2 separate regions of the Bicyclus anynana genome follow, and region 2 is linked to region 1. Evidence: chromatin contacts called from public Hi-C data. All regions are on one chromosome and are shown on one strand. The core of a region is the stretch at or near the end of the contact, and the rest is flanking DNA. Distances in the headings are between cores, read along the strand shown.

The links. A called contact is a pair of places that touch in the nucleus more often than the background predicts.
Region 2: a contact with region 1 is called in a Hi-C map of whole larva, with 4 times the contacts expected there. The contact joins the promoter of LOC112044315 here to the enhancer-like site in region 1. A contact is called at or near these places in 2 of 2 Hi-C or Micro-C datasets (whole body and whole larva).

What each region holds. Positions count from the first base shown.
Region 1 is chr21:4,158,699-4,164,489 of ilBicAnyn1.1, forward strand. The region is part of intron 3 of LOC112044315 (ETS-like protein pointed); the gene reads right to left. Among protein-coding and RNA genes, the nearest start is that of LOC112044315, 51 kb to the right of the region's middle. Within about 2 kb of position 2,658, at least 8 of the 8 cell types and tissues checked have open chromatin away from gene starts, as enhancers often do.
Region 2 is chr21:4,210,115-4,215,905 of ilBicAnyn1.1, forward strand. It overlaps LOC112044315 (ETS-like protein pointed), which reads right to left and starts at 2,943. Exons shown (of 10, transcript XR_008251953.1): 1 at 2,777-2,943. It overlaps LOC112044323 (exocyst complex component 5), which reads right to left. Exons shown (of 13, transcript XM_052888216.1): 13 at 4,061-4,266. The coding sequence ends at 4,171.

The DNA of each region.
Region 1 (5,791 bases), core at 1,408-3,907:
AATCGCTAAATGCGGGTTTGTGGGATTTGGGTAATAATGTTAAAATAACAGCCACTATTGGTAATGCCTTAATAGCTCAACTCAATCACTGAGGGGTGGTGGTCCGATCACCATCCCGTTGGTCTATTGTCGTACCCACTCCTAATACAGTATTTCCCGACTAGTTAGAGGGGAATGGGAATATTGGCCATATTGCAAAGATATGGCAAATATTCTTAAAATAAAAATGACTGTGACCGTTTGCTTAACGTGCTCTCCGAGACACGAGGGTGCCACAACACTAACTTCTCAACTAATTGTATACTGAGACCGGGCTGAGAATTTTTATTGAGAACTAGCGTGCCCGATCAAGCTGACTTACGTGCGCTTCCCTACCCCTACCATACCCTACCCTAAAAAAAACTCTCCGTAAAAACCATCGTCGTACTTCAAGGAATATTCTAAAAAAAGAATTAGCCAAATCGGTTTAGCCGTTCTCGAGATTTGCGCTAAGCAACACATTTCATACATTCATTTTAATATTATAAAGATATCTTGAAGAAAGAAAATCTGAGTAGATATCCCATGACCCGATTCAAGATTTCAACTCAGGATTTTTTTAAAACATTCTTTTTAAAAGTTTTCACCCTAAAATTGCAGACAAGAGTGTAACTAAAAGGCATGTAACTGTAACTGTAAAATCCACTGACCCGCTGTAGGAGGTGAACAGTATTAGAGGACATCAAAGGGCAAAAATTTCCCCGTGGACGACCAGGAATCTAATTTTTCTCGGCCTTGATTCAATATTGCCTTCCGTTCGACCCTAACTCGGTTACAGTATGCTTTTTAAAACTTGTTACCGAGACATTGGCTGCTGTTTTCTGATTTTTTAATTGAATTACTAGCGGTATTCAAATAAAGGTTCTGTTATTAATAAAGCGTAACTTCATTATTTTGTTTACGGACGGGCAAAACATCAGGGAGCTTTTAATTTAAAGTGTTTTTATAATACCCAAGTAATATGCACTTAGAAGTTTAGCAATGGCTGGATATTTTTGTCCGTCTGCAAGAAGGGTTATGTTTTTTTATAAATTTTAAAGTATTTTATAACACATTCGCTCATAAAGTATCGCTTATATCACCAATTTCAATATCGTAATGTATCTCATTACGCACGTGTGCCGTAATGTAATATAAAACCTTTCTCATCCATCTAATAACGAACGGTACTTTTTTAAATCTTGGCAAAGTGTTTTTATGTCAGAAAAATGCTCAAAATTTTATGGACTCTTTGGACAAATGGGGAAATTGTTTTTGATTCTTCAAATCCACGAAATCTCATTCATTGCAGTGAAATTATAGATATTCTCTAAGTCTCTCCAAGAAATGTAACACTAATGGTATAATAATGGCGTATTGATATCCTTTTAAAAGACGTTACCTGTCGAAAGCTGAAAGAGCGTCTAATAAATAGGCTTTCTAGTGATAAAAGATTATCAAAATCGGTTCATTACAATCTAGAGACCCCCTACAATACCACAAGCTTTATAGTATTAGTATAGATTGAATAAAAACTCTGTATTTTAAAATAAGAGGTACTCAGTACCCGGACATGGTCTGAAATGAAAGAAAGAAAGAAAGAAAAATGCGTTTATTTCGAAATTATGCCACACATCACAGTATCTCCAGTACACCAGGACATCCAGGACAATATCCTGCGATGTGTAGCATAACCCAGAAAATTGCCCAGCTCAGCATAATGCTACGTGACCATTTGAATTAGGACACGTAGCGCTGGTTTTCAACTGGAACCACAGATTGGAAAATAAACAAACAGAACATACAATACATACATCTGGTCGTGGACAAAAAGGTATCCACCTCAGCACGATGCCACAGCGAGCTGTGGCGCTGGTTTTCAGGTGGAACCTTGTGTGTTCACGGACGTGTCTACGTGACGTGTCTTAACTAAAAACTTATACATGACTATATATTATACAATTTATACAAATGGGGATGATGACTAGGTTTGAATATATTGATTTTTATGATACATTCGGGTAAATAAGGCCAATGTTAACTAATTTATACAAAAAAAGCAAAGATTGTCTGGATATTTGCAAAATAAATAAGATTATAAGATTTCAAAATCTGTTAATTTTTTTATCGTAATTAGATGAAAATTCATACAGTGATAGCTTCCTTACATTAAATGTGACATTTTTTAGTAAATAAACTATAAACATAAACGCACAAATAACAAAGATATTAGTGATTTTGTTTGAACGCCCATACAAATCTAACGATCAGCGAGCCAACGACGTCACTAAATCGTGCCATTTTGTATGGAGCGTTTTTCAGGGATCCGCGGCAGCGCCGCAAATCTGACCCTTTAAATCCCTGTAGCTCCGAAAGTAATGATCGCAGATACCCTGTTCCTTTTAGAAAATTGTTTTACTATTAGTATACTCTCAATTTATATACAATTTAAAAAACTGTCATCATCCCTATTAAGTAAATGGACCATCCTTTGTGTATCAAGCATCCAACCATCGCAGGTTATCCTACAGGAGTGAGAGGAAAGCGGAACTTTCTACCCGGCGCGCTGTATAGGCACTTACACATAGATAGACGCAAGGATCAGTGGCCGGCCGGCGCACACCTGCCGTAGTTCCCACGGCTGCCTGCGCCCGCGCAGTATTCGTGACGTCACACAACGGTTCGAAGCCGACTCGTTTTTTATTGCCCCGCGAGGGTCCCGTCAGGCTGTACACTAATGTATCATAGCCTATTTTATGGAGTACTTACTAGTGACGCGCCCCGGCGTCGCACGGGCGCTTTAAGTATGCAAATATTGTAATTAGTCTATACTACAAGATGTCTTTATGGCATCCCGCGCCTCCAAATGATGCCTACCGGGACGAAACGTAAGACCCGACCCGCTGTACCTGCGCTATTTATATCTCTGATATTTTGTCTGTACTATAACATTATGTAGGTACTTAATTAGATATGTAGGTACTTTTAAATTTTTATACAAATATTGTGATTATTTTTATACAAATATTGTGATAGGTACTCAAATCTTTCTCTTGAATCACTATACAGGGTGCTGAGGAGTAATCCCCATAACTTCATGGTGTAGACGAGTCCACTTAGAGGAGCCGAACTGCATAGGTATGTAACAAATATTTTTTTTATTAAAAAATAAGAAAAGGTTAATGTTTTCATACTAAGTACCTAATTCAAATAATTCCGACTATCCATGTAACATACAAACAACAAAGTTTCATTTTGTTTTATTAATTACAATTATTACAAAAAATAATAAATAATAAAATAATTAATTTGTAAGTACCTACATAATTAGATTTAAAAAGGATCAATTCATGATTAATCAAAAATACAACGAAATTTCAAGTTAGCGGTTAGCCCAGTAATCTTTATGAAATATCGTATTTCAATTTTCGAAAGCTCTTGAAAGCTCTAACAAAGACGAGGCAGTCAACATTGATTCAAATGTTGTAATGAACGCCATCTATCGGTGACTGGTGAAACTTGGTAGTGGCGCCATCTAGAACATCGATTAAACACTACGACCGCACGGAGTGCAACGAGATTTTGTATGCGGTCAATAGATGGCGCTGCTTACACAAAATTTTAAAATATCTCATGATTTTAAGTCATTATTTTTCACATACTAGATAATAAATGAAATATAAAATCATTTTTTAATAAACTTAAAAAAAACACATTTTTACATAAATAACTAAACATTATTCTAAATTACACTATTTTTGTTTCTAAAAACACATTGTTTTAATGTTTTGGGTGAAAGTATGTGTAGATATTTAAATCGCCCAAAAAATAATTGTTTTTGTTTGACATATTATCACAATCAGTTACAATTTGAATATATTAATGTAAAATGTGTTTTTGCATCACGATCGGACGCTCATTTGCCAGCAAGTTGGCATGTTTTCAAACGTATTCGGAATATCTTTAACGAGTCAGCGGCTAATTTATTACCTGCATAATTCATATTTAGGGCACAACACTTCAAAATGATGCGCGAATTTATGAAATTACCACCGTCCAAATGTAGAAGAATCTGTTTTTGGTTTTTTATACGACTTATATATATTTTGATTCTCTAATGAATAGGAAATAATAAGCAGATGTTTACTAAACTTTAATGGTTTACCTAGGTAGGTATCTGCTATTATAAAAGAATAGTTTAGGAAAAGGAAACTCTACAGTTTAAAAAATCGGTTCGAACAAGAATAAAAGTAGTAAAAACTCGTTTATTGTTTTTTTTCGTTTCATTATCTAGGTATATATATACGATATAATGTTTTATCAGCAAAAAAGATGTTTACCTTTAAATTCTTATGTGTATAGGAAAACTTACAAAAAATAATACTGCAATATGTACCTAGGTAGGTACATACTATCGAATTGAGTCACTTGTGATATTGAAATGTTATATTGGAGTCCCGTTCTTCAAATGCTTATGAAATTATGAATATGAAATTCCTGTTAATAATTTAATAATTTTTTTAGGAGACTAATATTTTAAAGGCGAAAGTTTGTGTGTGTGTGTTTGCTTAAGTCTGTTTGTTCTTCCTTTACGCTGCGACTTTCAAACTAATTGGCTGGCTGTTTGGAATGGAAATAGATTTTACTCTGGATTAGCACGTAGGCTACTTTTCATTCCGGAAAAAATCACGCTTCCCATGGTATTTGTGATAAGTAAACAGAATTTCATGCGATCGGAGTCGCGTGCCTTCGCTAGTAGTTGATATTATATTTAGCTGTCCGTATCTCCCCGCCAATCAATTCACGATGATTCACGCCGGAGCCCTTAGAATACTTACGCGATATATGAGACGCAACACCTAAACGCAGTCTTGCCGCCTGCGTAATTTCAATTCATTTATATTCAGTCGTGCGAATTTCTAAAATCTTGTTAGTTGTCTTGTAACCCTTTTGCGGTATACTGCATGTATCTATTAGGGCTTTCATTATTCCTAGATGACCAGTTTAGTTTAATGTATTGTAGGACTTCTTGGGTAATCGGTAAGTAATTTAGTAATGTAGAGATCAAGAAACAGACTATTTCAATGCACTTTGAGGTAGTAAGTACTTCGCTCTTTATGCCCTATGTGCGCTTTCTTATTAGTGATTTTTTTTTGTCTTTATGTCTTTTAGGTAGGTACATCTTTAATCGTTAGGGGTAATTTTTGGGGAGAACTTTTATAATCGACATCTTTTATTATAATCTGTGACTGTCCCCCCAGATTCTCTAAAATCTATCCCATAATAATCCTATTCCATAATGATCCTAATCCCGTAGTTTTTGGCTGACAGCACATTATCGGTGTCAATCTTTTTTTCTTTATCGATAATTTTTACTTTTTTCCATCGTCAGCTAAAGAACGTTATAAAATATGATATTTAGACGTGCCCAAGCTTATTTATGATTTGTTTTACCTTTAGTACGGTTGAATAGCGATTAGTATGCACACAATACGGTAGCGAGCGGGTGGAGGTGACGACGAGCCCATTTGGATGCGTACACACAACGCCAGACGACACGTGCATCGTAAACTAACTCGTCATCACGATAAAATTATACTCAAATTAATAAAACCTCTTTCATAAAACGCTCTACCTGGGGTATACGCAACAAAAAGTTCGATTTTAGAGGGTAATGAATAACCATCTGTCATAAGTGTGTCCAAAATGTACGGTTTTAAATGACAATTGAATGAAATCAATGATGATGAAAAAACAGTAATTGACAAATTGT
Region 2 (5,791 bases), core at 1,693-4,192, 52 kb after region 1:
ATTTAAATTACATGTGTGATTCCACAAAATAAAAGGTTTTTGTTGAGTGTTTCGTTATGTTAAAAGTTTCGGAGCCCCTGGTCTTATACATACCGACTAGACTCTGTAATTTATATCACGCGGTCAGCATTTCACGTACGAATTAGGCGTAGTAGAGACCTATCGAAACCTTTATTAGGTTTTGTATAGAATATTGTTTTTGGAAAAGAAAAGAGATCTTAATAATTAGGCGTCAGGTTATCCAGTTTTTCCAAGAAATTCTCAGTAACTGCCCGGGGTTGGGAAGTGGTCGAACCCAGTCACTACCGTGAAGAGTACCTACCAACGGGCATAGAACTCTGTGGACTGTATAGCTGGTTAGGGAATTCGATAGTTTCCTTTACTTATAAAGTTCAGGTTTTTACCGAAACGAAGCGATTTCATTAAAGGTGACTTATGTGCGAGTGTTCTTAGACATGTTTAATGAAAATCGGTTGAGCAGTTTAAAAGTGGGCAAGAATAATCGAATGTCTGATGCAAATATATTCGAGTGGGGTCTCAAATGAAAGAGCACTGAATTAATAATTTCATGACCTTCGAGTGTTTTCAGAATTTTCAATTTTATGTTAATAAAATTAAGATTTTTGGCGCAATACAGATCCGTTCCATAATCTTATGTTTTGCATCGGATGCTGAAAAATTGCTCCTCGATTAAGTATCAACTCGCTATGATAGATGAGTTTCGAGCTCTTGTGTGAATTTTCCTTGAATAGATAGTCAGCATGTTTACCTGTCTAAACATTATCTTGACGCGTAATCATAATGTAAATGATCATGTAATGTAGGTATATTATCCACATTACGTATTGATACTATATGGATACTTTTACTTACTGTCTATTTAGAAATGCGTTAGTGAATTTATTGTATTTTTTTTTACTCTTTGACGCCCAAATTACTCAGTCATTTAAAAATTCTTTTATCAATGGAAAGCTACATTATCAGCGAGTAACATATGCCATACTTATTGTATCGCCGTATTCACACGGGAACGGGAACTGTAGAAGTAAGAACGCGGCGCGTCCGCTATCTATATTTACAAGAACTATTATAAGGTAAAGTTTGTGAGGTTGTAGGGGTCTCTGAGTCTACTGAATCGATTTTGATAATTCTCACAGCAATCGAAAGCCACGTAATTTGTGAGTGTCGTAGGCTATATATACGATGCCATTATACCCACGAAAACCGAAAATACGCGGGTGAAACAGCGGGGTGACTGCCCCTAAAATATTTTTTTTTATAAGTAGGTCCTAGACAGATTACCTACCTAACTAGATTTAGGATTGTCAAGAATAGCTATGACTTACCTATATGTTTTATAGCAAGCAAAGTTTGATGACCTTCTTAGAGCATTGATGTGCGATGTGGGATTTTAATCCTATTCGGTTAGCGAATATCAGAATATTTTAATAAATACTATGTTGTAGTGTGTGTGTGTGCGTGTGTGTTTGTGTGTCTGTGGCTGATTTGAAGGCTGCGACCACGGCTGTGAGTTATGAGTAGTTAAGCCTCCGTGGCGTAGTGGTATGCGCGATGGATTTACAAGAGGTCCTGGGTTCGATCCCTGGTTGGGCCGATTGAGGTTTTCTTAATTGATCCAGGTCTGGCTGGTGGGAGGCTTCGGCCGTGGCTAGTTACCACCCTGCCGACAAAGACGTACCGCCAAGCGATTTAGCGTTCCGGTATGATGTCGTGTACGACTTCATTCTACTCCTAAGAAGTTAGCTCGCTTCCATCTTAGATTGCATCGTCACTAACCATCCGGTGAGATTGTAGTCAAGGGCTAACTTGTGGAGAATAAAATAAAAAAAAAAGGTTCATCTTCAAGCAATGACTTAACGCAGTTATTTAGTGTCCCCTAAAGATGCTACTGTAATCAATTATTTTCAATGCTTTCATAAATGTTAAATGGCCGTGATAGCCCAGTGCAGCCCACAGCTGAGCTCAAGTCTCCTCGCAGATTGAGAGCGGTTAGACCAATAGTCCACCACGCTGGCCCAATTGGCAGACATCACACACGCAGAGAAATAAGGAAACTCTCTGGTGTGCAGGTTTCCTCACGATGTTTTCCTTCACCGTTTGAGACACGTGATATTTTAATTCCTTTAAATGCAAGTGAAAAGTTGGAGGTGCATAGCCCCGGACCGGATTCGAATCCACACCCTCCGGAATCGAAGGCAGAGCTCATAACGTTAACATTAAACGTTGATAAAAATTTACGTCGAAATACAAATTCACATAGGTACACAACACCTAGATATTACATAGAGCTATATGTACTTTGGTGCTGTACTCGAATGTATAAATCGCTATAAATTCGCAATTCGTATACACTCGTAGGTGTGGTCTGGCATTTCTCTTTGCCATGCGTTACAATTATGGTTCGGCTTGTTCAGAACCGCTTCAACTCAGGTAGTTAAGGGATAAAAACACCACTTGAAATGGAACGAACGAACGCTACCGGGCTTAGATAACGTTGGCCAGTCCACAGACGTAAACTAACCAAAATAAACACCGCAAGAGTAATAGTAAATTACAATCAGAAACACCGGTGAATCACCCGTTCTCACCTAAACCCTAATCTCCCATTCATGTCACACGTACCGATAAAAATATAAATAGTCCCAAGCCAATGAATGAACTTGAACCTATATCATATAATTTCGTCGCTCACAAATCGCGACAGTAACGCGCGTAGGCGTCGTTTGAAAATAAACATACTTTCTTAGGCACTCACCTCTCGATTTTGATTATATTATCCAGATTAGCAATATGTCACAGCACTGTTTTGGAAAAAAAATGTGTTTTTTGTTACACGGTATCCGTTTTGGTGTCACTTTGGGACGCGAGCGGACGCGACGCGAGCGTACGACCCTGCGTGCCGGTTCGGACGTTACTGACTCCACACAGACGCAAATGCGCCCGCGTCGCACGCACACTAGCGCGTTCATTCAAATGTGCATATGGTGGGGGGAACTTATGAATGGACGTAGTGGTTTCATGTACAGATATTAGTGATAACGACACTTGCAAGCATTATTCAACGCGGCTTAGATCATTTGATAGATTGTCCGTTGTCAACACTTTTGATAGATTAAAACTTTTCGCTGTGCACGCGATTTCGAACATACGATACGATTTCGTAATTTATGCATAGTTTACAATCATCAAAACAGCCTGGCAACGGTAAAAGCCTAGCATGTCATAAATTACAAATTATTTCAATTCAAATAGGATTTTATTCTCGCCAAACTTGTCCGCTTTTTAAAATCCACTTAAGCAGCGTAAGGCTGCGTTGTTTAATAAAAACACATACTTAGAAACAAAAATATATCCATATACGAGTATGTTGCAACAACGGATTTGAAGTTAAGTATATTGGCAGGTACAGGTCGCGCAATGATTTAAGAGGGATGATTATATAATGATTTATTTATTTTGCTATCATCCGCGAAAAGCTGACGAACCCATGCGACAACGTCACCCAGGTCCGACAAAATACTCTCTACGTACGTTTCACCCCGAAACCGGAGCATCCTCAGGAGATGTTGACTCTACAACGTGCAATTGTCGGCTTTTCGCGGATGATAGCAAAATAAATAAATCATTATATAATCATGATGAACTTCCGCAAAGTAACGCCTGCTTCTATCCAATATTTAAGAGGGGTGATCAAAAGTGAAAAGGATTACGCAGTTTTTCAATGATAATGTATAAATAAACAGTATTTAATATTATTGCAGTTTTTAGATAAGCTGATTTTTTGAATATATTATGAACGCATATTGATGAATGAATAGCTTATTTTCCCACATACAATTATACAAATAACACATTTATAAAAAAAATGCGTCTTGGACAAACAAACGCCTATGCACGAAGATACAGCTAAATTTGCCATTGGTTTTCAGGCACGGTCGTGCATCTCTTCATCTCTGGTGGCTTTTATAATTCGTCACCCTTTTTATAATTTAGCTATAAACATTTAATGTATATAGGAGTAAAATCATGAAAAACCAAATAAGTAAATAGAGTTTAATAAATAACGTTGAATTAACCATAAAGCAATAATAAATCACTTAGATAATAAAAGTTAGATCTATTAATACAACGTAACGTGTTAACAATAAATTATGACAGTCCCTTGAGAAAGTTCGATAACTTATGACTCTTGTAGTCGGAGCGCAGTTGGATGAAGTTGTGCAAGATTGAGTGATCCAATTCAGCCTGGAAATCAAAAACATTCATTGTCACATACTATACTCAGAGGCATAATTATCCGCCCTCTTTAATATGACGATATATTAAAGTGGGCGGATAATTGTGCCTCTGAGTATATTATACAAAAAATAAGAATTTAATGAAATTGAGTGCATTTAAACTGCTACATCATTAACAACCTGTATTCGACTCACGGTGGAACACGAGTCTCCTTTCAGATTGAGTGGTTAAGCTAATAGTCCACCACGCTGGCTCAATGCGGCTTGGCAGACATAGACACAGAGAATTAAGAAATTTTCTCACGATGTTTTACTTTATCGTTTGAGACACGTGATATTTAATTTCTTAAAATGCACATAATTGAAAAGTTGGAGGTGCATGTCCCGGACTGGAATTGAATCCACACCCTCCGGATCGAAGGCAGAGGTTTAAACTGCTTAAAAGCTATGAATTTACGTCTTGGGTGAGTGTAATTGAATTCCATCTTTTAGTAGATGTTGATCGATTTAAGGTATAACTATAAATATAAAATAATAACAATTTTTCTCTATTATTTCTGCGTGATTGAATCAGATATGTGGAGATCCGCAGAAAAACGAAAGTTACCGACATAGCTCAACAAGTTCCAAAGTGACAAATTTGAAAAGCCGATAAACGTTGAAGTCCCAAGGTGCTGGAATGACGACCCCACGCTGAAAAGCGCAGTATTCGTCGACATCCAGCGAGTTACAGGGAACTGTTGGATACAGGTGCCTCAACACCATGCTGTTTGGAAGTCCGTACAAGAGGCCATATGCAGTGGACTTCAATCAGCTGATAATGATAATGACAATGATGCTAGAAATGGTACGTTAATAATCGAACATTCCTTACTTAGAAGTTTTGAAACCATAATGTTATGAAGATCATTGCGATCGAATAAACCAATAAGCAAAATGGAGAAATCCGCTCAGCATATTTATAAAATAGTCAATAAACGTGATCTATGTGACACAGATGATTTTTATGACACAGCATTATAAAAAAATTATGCCTTCTACATACAAATCAGAGAATTGCTGTAAACAAAAAACAATACATTGTAAAACGGTTGCTCATTAAAATTTGCCTATTATGTCATAGTTTTAAAACTTAAGGGCTGATCACGAAAAAAGAACCAAGTGAATTTTATAATTGAGAGTAATTGAGTGTGAGAGTCTTAAAGCCATGTAATGTGACGTTTCATACTTTATCTAATCTCTTAATACGAAGAAGATAATTTAAAAAAATAATGTCCTCTGCAACTAAAAGAATTGATGTAAACAAAAGAAAATATTATGAAACAGTTACATAATAGGGAGTTATAAAACTCGAGAGCATTTTTTTAAGTATAAGAAGTGACTTTTATAATGGAGATTTGAGAGTTTTGTCAAGTTTTATAATGTTTCATACTCTTATCTGATAACAATACAAATTACAAGGAAAGAAAACAATAACAACATTAAAAGAAATAAGAATAAGAATAAAGAAATTCTCTAAATTGTGGGGTCCA